Regions from separate parts of the Mus musculus genome. Here region 2 is linked to region 1. The links are chromatin contacts, called in public promoter capture Hi-C maps. All regions are on one chromosome and are shown on one strand. The core of a region is the stretch at or near the end of the contact, and the rest is flanking DNA. Distances in the headings are between cores, read along the strand shown.

Region 1 (4,253 bases), core at 670-3,169:
ATTGTTAAGTGAAAGAAGGTGTAACTTTAGGGAGGTTCATCTCACCTTTTCTTTTCTCCACATTGAGCCCCATGCTCAGTGCATGCCAGGCAAACATCCTACCAAGCTGCACCTTTACCCAGTTCTCTAGAGACTTTGATACGAAACCCTAGACTGATAAATCTGGCATCTCCTGCCTTGAAATACACTGATTACCAGCACAAAGGCTGTGTTCTGAACATCAAAGGATCCCAATTCTCGCCTCCTCTATCCATTTTTTAACTTAATGTTAAAAAAAATTGTATGTGCTTATGTGTATGTATTTTAGTATATGTTTGTATGTACATGTGTGTGCCTGTGTATGCACACAGAGGATAGAGGAAGAGGTGCCCTACTCTATCAGTCTCTACCTTATTTTCTTGAAACAGGGTCCTTCATTAAGCGTAGAGATAGACTGGTGACCAGCAAGCCCCAGCAACCCTGCTCCCTCTGGCTAAAGTATGCCAGAGAGATAATATCCTCTGATTTGTGGGAGAGGATGAATCTTCACTTGAAATCATGGGTTCACGTCTACTGTTAATCTTTTAACCACTGCTACACCACTGGGTTGCCGGGCACCTGTACAGCAGTGACCGACTTTTTCCATGGGTGGTGGGGATTTGAACTCGGGTTCCTGTGCTTGCTTGGCAAGTGTTTTAATCTGTCAAGCCATCTCTCTAACCTCCACACCTTTAACATTTAAAAAGGTTTCAGGGGTGCAGATAAGGTAGCTCTTACATGGAATACTTCAGCCTAGACCTAGTTACGATTTTTGGATTTCCCAACCTCAGGACTATTTACCTATGAGATTTTCTGAGGGAGGAGATGTAAGTTTAGATGTGAAATTCACCCAGGTTCATACTGGGATTCATACACACCTCACACACAGTCTGGCGCACCAGCATCTGATTTGCAATCCTCCACATGGGGCAGGGCATGGAATTTTCCACTGTGGTGCTGTGTCAGTACCCAAAAAGATTCAGATGTTAGAATATCTTGCATGTAAAGGTTTTTTTGGATTTGGGTTGTTCAGCCTAAATTGTACAACAGATGTGTAATGCTTTGAGAGGGTTCTTCTAGTGCCTCTTGTTTCCCTGTGTCTGCTACCCAGGGTTTTAAGAGACAGGCTGCTGGGGCAGATAGTATGTAACTCAGAAGTTAACCTTTCTGTGTAATCACAATTTACTTACTCTTAGCTAAGACCAAGGGAAGGTATTTATTTAATAGCAAAAATGTTGAAGCTTTAAAACTCCTCTTTGTGTTTTATTTTGTTCTAGTTTGCAGGGACACTATCAGATGGCCTGGGGAAGACGATGGACAATCGGCACCAGTCAGAGCGAGAGTACATCAGATACCATGCTGCCACCAGTGGAGAGCACCTTGTGGCTGGCATTCATGGATTGGCTCATGGTAAGGCACTTGCAATTAGGTTAAGGAAGAATGCCCCTCTTGCCATGGCCTCTCATAAGTACCTTTATATACACATCTCAGTGCAAGGGGTAGGAGGGGGATGAAAGCTGCCAGCAGCAGATACTGGTGAGGTGTCTTGGTGAGTCTGATAGCCTTTCTTTTCACTCCTTCCCTGAAGTCCTTGTCCCTTTTCGGGATGCTGAGCGCACTGCACTTCCTTCCAGTTCTCTAGCTTCCATGGCTAAGGGCATCAGATACAATCCATCAATCTCCTCTTAGAATCTGGACCTGTTGCTTTAAAACTATCTTTAGAGGGCTCAGAAAATGGCCAAGTTGGTAAAGCACTGGCAAGGCAAGCACAAGGCCCGAGTTTAATCCCAGCACCACATCAAAAGCCAGATGTGGATCCCTGGGGCTTGCCATTCAGACAGCCAAGTGAAAGACACTCTAACAGCAGCAGCAGCAACAACAACAACAAGAGGTAGATGACTCCTGAAGAATGACATCAGAGGTTGACCTCAGATGTCTGCATGTGTTGACCCATGCACATGACTGCCTGATGCTTGCCACTTGTTCCTTCCAAAGAAACTGAGATATAAAAGTGGCTCCTGGCATATGGTTGTGGTGTTTCTGCGTCTATAAGATAGATGCAGAATTACAAAACATGTAATTGCAAAGAAGGAAGTGGCAGGCAGACATGTGTTTTCTCTGAGTTTGTTTCAACTGTCACCCATTTCCTATTACTGTGGTTTTCTTAGCAAATTCTAAATGTGGCATCGAAAGCCTTTGGAAATACAGGCCCAGTCAATTTTTCTACCAGTGTCCCCCAGCCACACAGAAGGAAGTGCTGCCCCCATTCCTGACCTAGGTACTTCCGCTCATACTTCTGCAAGCACCTGTGGCACTGGTCATATGGCCAGTGATGTGTGACTCACTGTCAAATGGCCTGAGTGTCAGAAAAGCAGAGGGGCCATCTAGAGCCCACTGGCCCATAGTATATTCAGTGATGGCTAGCAGCTTTGACCAGACCCTAGGAATCATTGATACGATGACAGTCCCCTAGTCTATCAGTCACAACTGTCTATATTTGGAAGAAGGGAGGTCACTGTTTTATAATGATGTATGACTAGTTCTAAGCTTAGGGTACAGTGTTTACAGTGGAAGGCTTTTCTGAGCCCTATCAGTTGTAAAGTGGATGACCAAGTATCAGGCAGGGTGTAAAACTGGGCTAAATTAATCTGTTTATAAAATTTTAAAGTAAAGATTTGGAATAATCCTTCTGGAGTAAAGATTAAATTGTCTTTATTAGCTGTAATGTAATACAGTAGCAAGTAGAGCACAGTTTTAATTAATGTGAAGATTTTTGCTGTGTCTAATTGCTATCCTCTCTTCAGAGAGAGGTGGCTGGCCTCACTTTTTGGATGAACACAGCTATGTACTAAGAAGCTGGGTGATTGTTCACAGTTGCCAAATCACCTCCAATCAAAGATTGTCCTTATGCTATCCACAACCCCTCCAGGAGCCACTTAGGCCAATCTGAGCCCAGAACCAGTACCCGCCTCATCCAAGAGGGCACTGAGCTCTGGGCAGTGTGAAAGGAGAGTCTCCTTTAGGAGGAAAAGAATCACATTATAATAAGACCAGAGTCTATCTAGTCTCCTTAATTTGGAACTGGAGTCCTGGAGAAGATCAGATGGCTCAGTGAACAAACATGGTTGCTGCTAAGCTTGACAAACTGCATTCAATAGCCAGGACCCACATAATGGAAGGGAAGAACTGACTCCTATAAATTGTCTCCTGACTTTCTCATGTGGACTTTGGCTTGTAAGTGTGCTTGTGTGAGCAGGTGTCAGTGTGAGTACGTGTGTGTGTGTGTGTGTGTGTGTGTGTGTGCGCGCGTATGCATGCTCACATACTCATAAAATAAATGAATAAAAAACTGGAGTCCTATTTGATCTGTTGAAGACCACCTCCTAAGTCCTAGTTGTTTAGCCGGAATTCTGTTCTGAGTTAGGATAGGAATGTTGCCTCACTGGAGCAAAAAGATCCTGAATCTGAAAGAAACTCTATGAATTTCAGGGACACTCTCACCCAACCAGTTTCCTTTCCTAATTTGTCTCACTAGAGCTGAAGAGTGCAGAGAGCTTCCTCACACCCCAACTGTCAGAGGGTAAACATCCTGTGAGTGTCCCTGGCCCGAGTCCTAGAAATGGTCACTGTACTGGGCCTGCCTCTTCCCTGCAATGCTTGTGACCTCACTAGCCTTTGCCAACTTGTGGACACTTCTGGGCCTACTTCAACCATTGCTGTCAGCTTTTAAAATAAATGCTTGAATGCCTTTTCAATTAGATTGGTCTTTTAAGCTTGATACAACCCCAAGGGTCTTGGGTGGTGTTAGCAGCTATTTGGGGTGCCTTAATGAATTCTTCATTGTTTACCCTAATGGTTTCAGCAAAGCATGCAGTATTACACAAACCATGTCAAACATGTGGTGGTTCTCAACTTTACATTTCAGAGGCACTTAAACCTTTCCCAAGGACCCTGTTTCCTAGTCTCCTGTTGCTTTATCCCCTTCTCTGCATCCTCTCTTTATTGCCTGTATGCTGCTTAAGACTTGGAATAGAATAAAAAAAAAAAAGGACCACCATTAGCTTCTCACCTTTGCTTTCATTAAAAACATTGACTAATGAACTGATGACTTTTCTGTAATTTTTTTTTTCAGTTTGAGGCAGGGTCTCACTTATTCCAGGCTGTCTTTGAATTTATGTAGCTGAATTCAAGATGGCCTTGAATTTCTGGTTTCTGTTCTCCACCTCCCTAGTACT
Region 2 (3,664 bases), core at 663-3,162, 230 kb before region 1:
GGTTTGAAACAACACTACTCCCTCCTAGCTGTGAAAGGTCCTATAAAACTTCATCTCCCCCCACCCCTGCTCCTGCAAGACCACATGTACCAGCAGACATATGTTGCTGACCCTGAGTAGTCTTCCAGTAACTGCTGGTTTCACAACTACTAAGTGTTATCAGTGTGAATAGCAAGTGATCCCTGGTGAAGATTTGCAAGGCACCTGCACAGGTGCTAAGTTAGCTGTCAGGGATTGGGCGGGGGGGGGGGTTGGGGGGTGGAGGTGGGCTGTCAGGCTGTACTATTTTCACAGAATAACAGCTGATGCTATATCGTAAGTAGCATTTTAAAAAATCATCAGGGTAGAGCTGCTGTGATTGCTATTGGCGGCTTTATAAGAAGAAAAAGAGAAACACAAACACACACACAAACACACACACACACACACACACACACACACACACACACACACACACACACCATCCGTATCTCTTACTATGTAGTTTTTGCCACCAAGGCTATCGTCAGCTATGTTCCATTAACGTTGGATGAGAACCATGAAACGAAGTCACCCCGTTCTCTTCAAAGTGTATGACATGTGTGATGCTGAACCGCAGAATACAGACTAAGTTAGGAACCAGCCTATGGTCTCCCACATGTGATTCTTGGTGGCATTGTTACCTGCCTGGAGAGAATGAGTAAATTGGACCCACTGGGCAGAATCCAGGGCAGACCACTGAATCTTGCTTCTGACAGGTGACACTGGCTTTCAGCTTTCTCAGATAGACCAGAGCACCTCCTCCACATGTCTTCCACAGGAGGCTTAAAGACCAGAACCCTCCCTGCCTGCTCAGTGGCTACCCCTCTTCAGGGTTGAGGTTTTGAGCTGAGACCTATGTCTCAGAAACATGTGAGAACCAGGTGATTTCCCAGGCTCCTGACCAGCAGGTGGGATTTTCCATCCTCCCAAGGGTCACTTCCCAGTTTCTCCCCCAGCACCTAAAAGTACCGTCCTTGAGGTGGCCCTCACAAGGGCCAGTGGCTGCGGGTCTCTCAGTATCTCAATCAGCCTACAGTAAGAGTGTATGTGTCCATGAGGAGGGACAGAATAGTTGCCTGCCTCCCTACCCACCCTACCTCTCCAAATACTCCATATTCAGGGCTGTAGGGATATGCACTGTCCTTGGGAGCTTGCTGATGAGGTCAGTTCTAGGAAGCAAGACTTTCTGGATGGTTTTCTTCCTCGATTTCTGTTTACCTATCAGCCAAGAGAACTCAGAAAAAGAGGACTGCTCTTACTTAGGGTTCCAAGTATGTTTAAGGAAAAAATGAAACATATTAAAAAGAGCTATACCTATGCAATGCTGCTTATACTATGCCTGTACACTCCGAGTAAGCAGACATATGCTGCACATTATAGGAGCCATATTATATAGCTCATATTAATAAGCTCCATGAGAAGATGCAAACATTCATGTGGAGTTAGCCTGGCTCTAGAGTCTAAATGAGTGAATTATCTAGAAGGCTTTGGTTCTCCTGAGCGGTGCCAACTTTGGGACTGCTTTCCCCCCATGTCCTACCACGAAGAGTAGGAAGTCCATGAGATCTGGGACGGGCTGATGGTGACAAATTAGCTGGGGGAGGCCCAATCAGGGCACCCAGTCACGAATATAGTGGACACCTGCGCCAGTCTCTTCCCCACCACTGGAAGGGTGTCTCGAAGAGGAAGGAGTGATAGAAGCGCATTCATTCCCGGAAGAGATGCTGGAGAAAGAGGCCCAGAGATGCCAGGGAATCACAGGTGGAGGTGTCCTGCGAGGGGCGAGGACTCTGTGTAAAGAGGCGTGTCCTCAGGGCGCGGCCCCGCCCATTCCCGCCCTCCCCCCACCCCCTGGTCTGCCCTAGCTCCTGGCCTGAGGGTTTCGCTTTCAGTCACCAGCTAGAGCGCAGCTGAGGCACTAGAGCTCCAGGCACAAGGGCGGGAGCCACCGCTGCCCCTATGGCGCCCGCCGCCCTCTGGGTCGCGCTGGTCTTCGAACTGCAGCTGTGGGCCACCGGGCACACAGTGCCCGCCCAGGTGGGTGACTCTTGGGGTCACGGGGGACAGCTGCGCATCACAAAGTGCCCATTCCAGCTACTGCTACTGCACAATTCCGGGACAGCATGAGAGGCCATCACGTCCCCAGCAGACACGCGCCACGCGCCTCTGGGGACCCACTGGGGACCCGAGGTCTGGCCCGTTGGGATCCTGGGGTGGTACTCGGTTCCCGACAGCCTTATGTTCCAGAAATACCCAGTGGCTTTCTCCGCGAGCTTGATCAGGGCTCGAATAACACCCAGCAGGGCTCAGGAACACTGTTCATCCTTGCGAAATCCCTTCTGTCCCGCGGTCTCGAGGCGGGAAGGACCAGGGCCACTGCCCCATTGCTTGAGCGGGTTGTGTCGTCTGAAGACTTCCTTCTCTGCGCCATGGTCTGTCTCTTTCTTAGAAACCCTGGGATTACTAGATGTTGGCGGGGCCAGGAGTCTAAGTAAGCGCCTAGTATAAGAGACCGATGGGGAGTGAGTCACTTCTCTGTCACTAGATTGCTTCCATGGATCCGCCTTGCTGTGTTCAGGGGACGTTTCAGAATGTTCTCAGTGTAGTGGCAGAGAGGGCAGCTACCCCAAGGAACCTCGGGAAAATGGACCGATTAAAGATCCCAGTATCCGGTATTCACATTGCCCCCCTCCCCCCCCCTTCCTGCCTCCATTGATCGAAGACAGGGTAAAAAAAGGCAGATTACAGGTACGGAAAAATGAGGAGGCTCAGAGAAATTACCTTTTTTGAAGGATTTAAAGGGAGCTTGCTGCACTGACATGCCTTTGCTTGGTTCCATGTATGCTCTCTGCCTCCTGAGCCCACCTTGATGGACAGGGTGTGCTTACCTGACTGCAGGGGAGTAGAGTGGAAGGTGGCTTCTGTTGCGTCCGGAGGTGATATTCAATGGTCCTGGGATGCAAAGGAATGGACTCATCCTTGGTGGGTGTAGGTCCTCAGGGAGGTGTCAAGGATGGACTCTGGGTCAGGACAGTCCCAGTTCTGAGGGCGGAGTGTGAATGTGCATGGTTGTGGTCAGGAGCCTGAGTGGGGATTGTGCTCTGAGCTCCAAGGAAGGATAGGTCTTTGGGCACTGAGCTGGGGTCTGTCCCTGGGGACAGACAGAGCACAGGAGCTTCTGTACCGGATGGGACACGCAAGGCTTTGTGGGATCCACAGTGGTTTGGCTGAAGGTGTTTCCCTCAGACTTCCTTCCATACCTGACCAGTCCCAGGTCAGCTTAGACCTTCTACTACTGTTGCGTGGACTCTTAGCTAGTCTGCCTGTGTTCTAACTCCCACAAATCCTCCTTTGACAGAGAGACCTTGCTCAAGCCCAGACACCTCTATCTGGGAAGCCTTTGTAGCTCCTAGTGGTGGAGGCAGAACCCTTCCTTACCTTCAAGGTATTCCAGGCCAGATGGACATATCTGTGTTGCCTGCTCACATGAACCTATGCTCTGTGAAGCTGATGACTAGGTGTCTACCACTGTGCGTGTATGACCCCTGCACACACATTGTCCATATTACAGATCTCTCAACACTTCTGAGTCTTTTGTAAATGCCAGGTCACCAGAAAGGCCTGTACACATCCCCCCACCTAG

What was found. Promoter capture Hi-C pulls out the DNA fragments that hold promoters and counts their contacts.
Region 2: a contact with region 1 is called in a promoter capture Hi-C map of pre-B cells. The contact joins the promoter of Tnfrsf1b here to the enhancer-like site in region 1. A contact is called at or near these places in 3 of 39 promoter capture datasets (the C10 cell line, the HPC-7 cell line and pre-B cells) and 3 of 115 datasets of contacts at active chromatin or transcription factors (bone marrow-derived macrophages, embryonic stem cells and memory CD8 T cells).

Annotation. Positions count from the first base shown.
Region 1 is chr4:145,017,312-145,021,564 of GRCm38.p6, reverse strand. Vps13d (vacuolar protein sorting 13D) reads left to right here. Exons shown (of 70, transcript NM_001276465.1): 66 at 1,296-1,428. Among named protein-coding and RNA genes, the nearest start is that of Gm36317, 56 kb to the right of the region's middle. Within about 2 kb of position 1,919, at least 92 of the 459 cell types and tissues checked have an H3K27ac peak or open chromatin away from gene starts, as enhancers often do. A contact at or near this core is called in the HPC-7 cell line, bone marrow-derived macrophages, memory CD8 T cells and 1 more, where this site is marked.
Region 2 is chr4:145,245,118-145,248,781 of GRCm38.p6, reverse strand. It overlaps Tnfrsf1b (tumor necrosis factor receptor superfamily, member 1b), which reads left to right and starts at 1,912. Exons shown (of 10, transcript NM_011610.3): 1 at 1,912-2,058. The coding sequence starts at 1,981.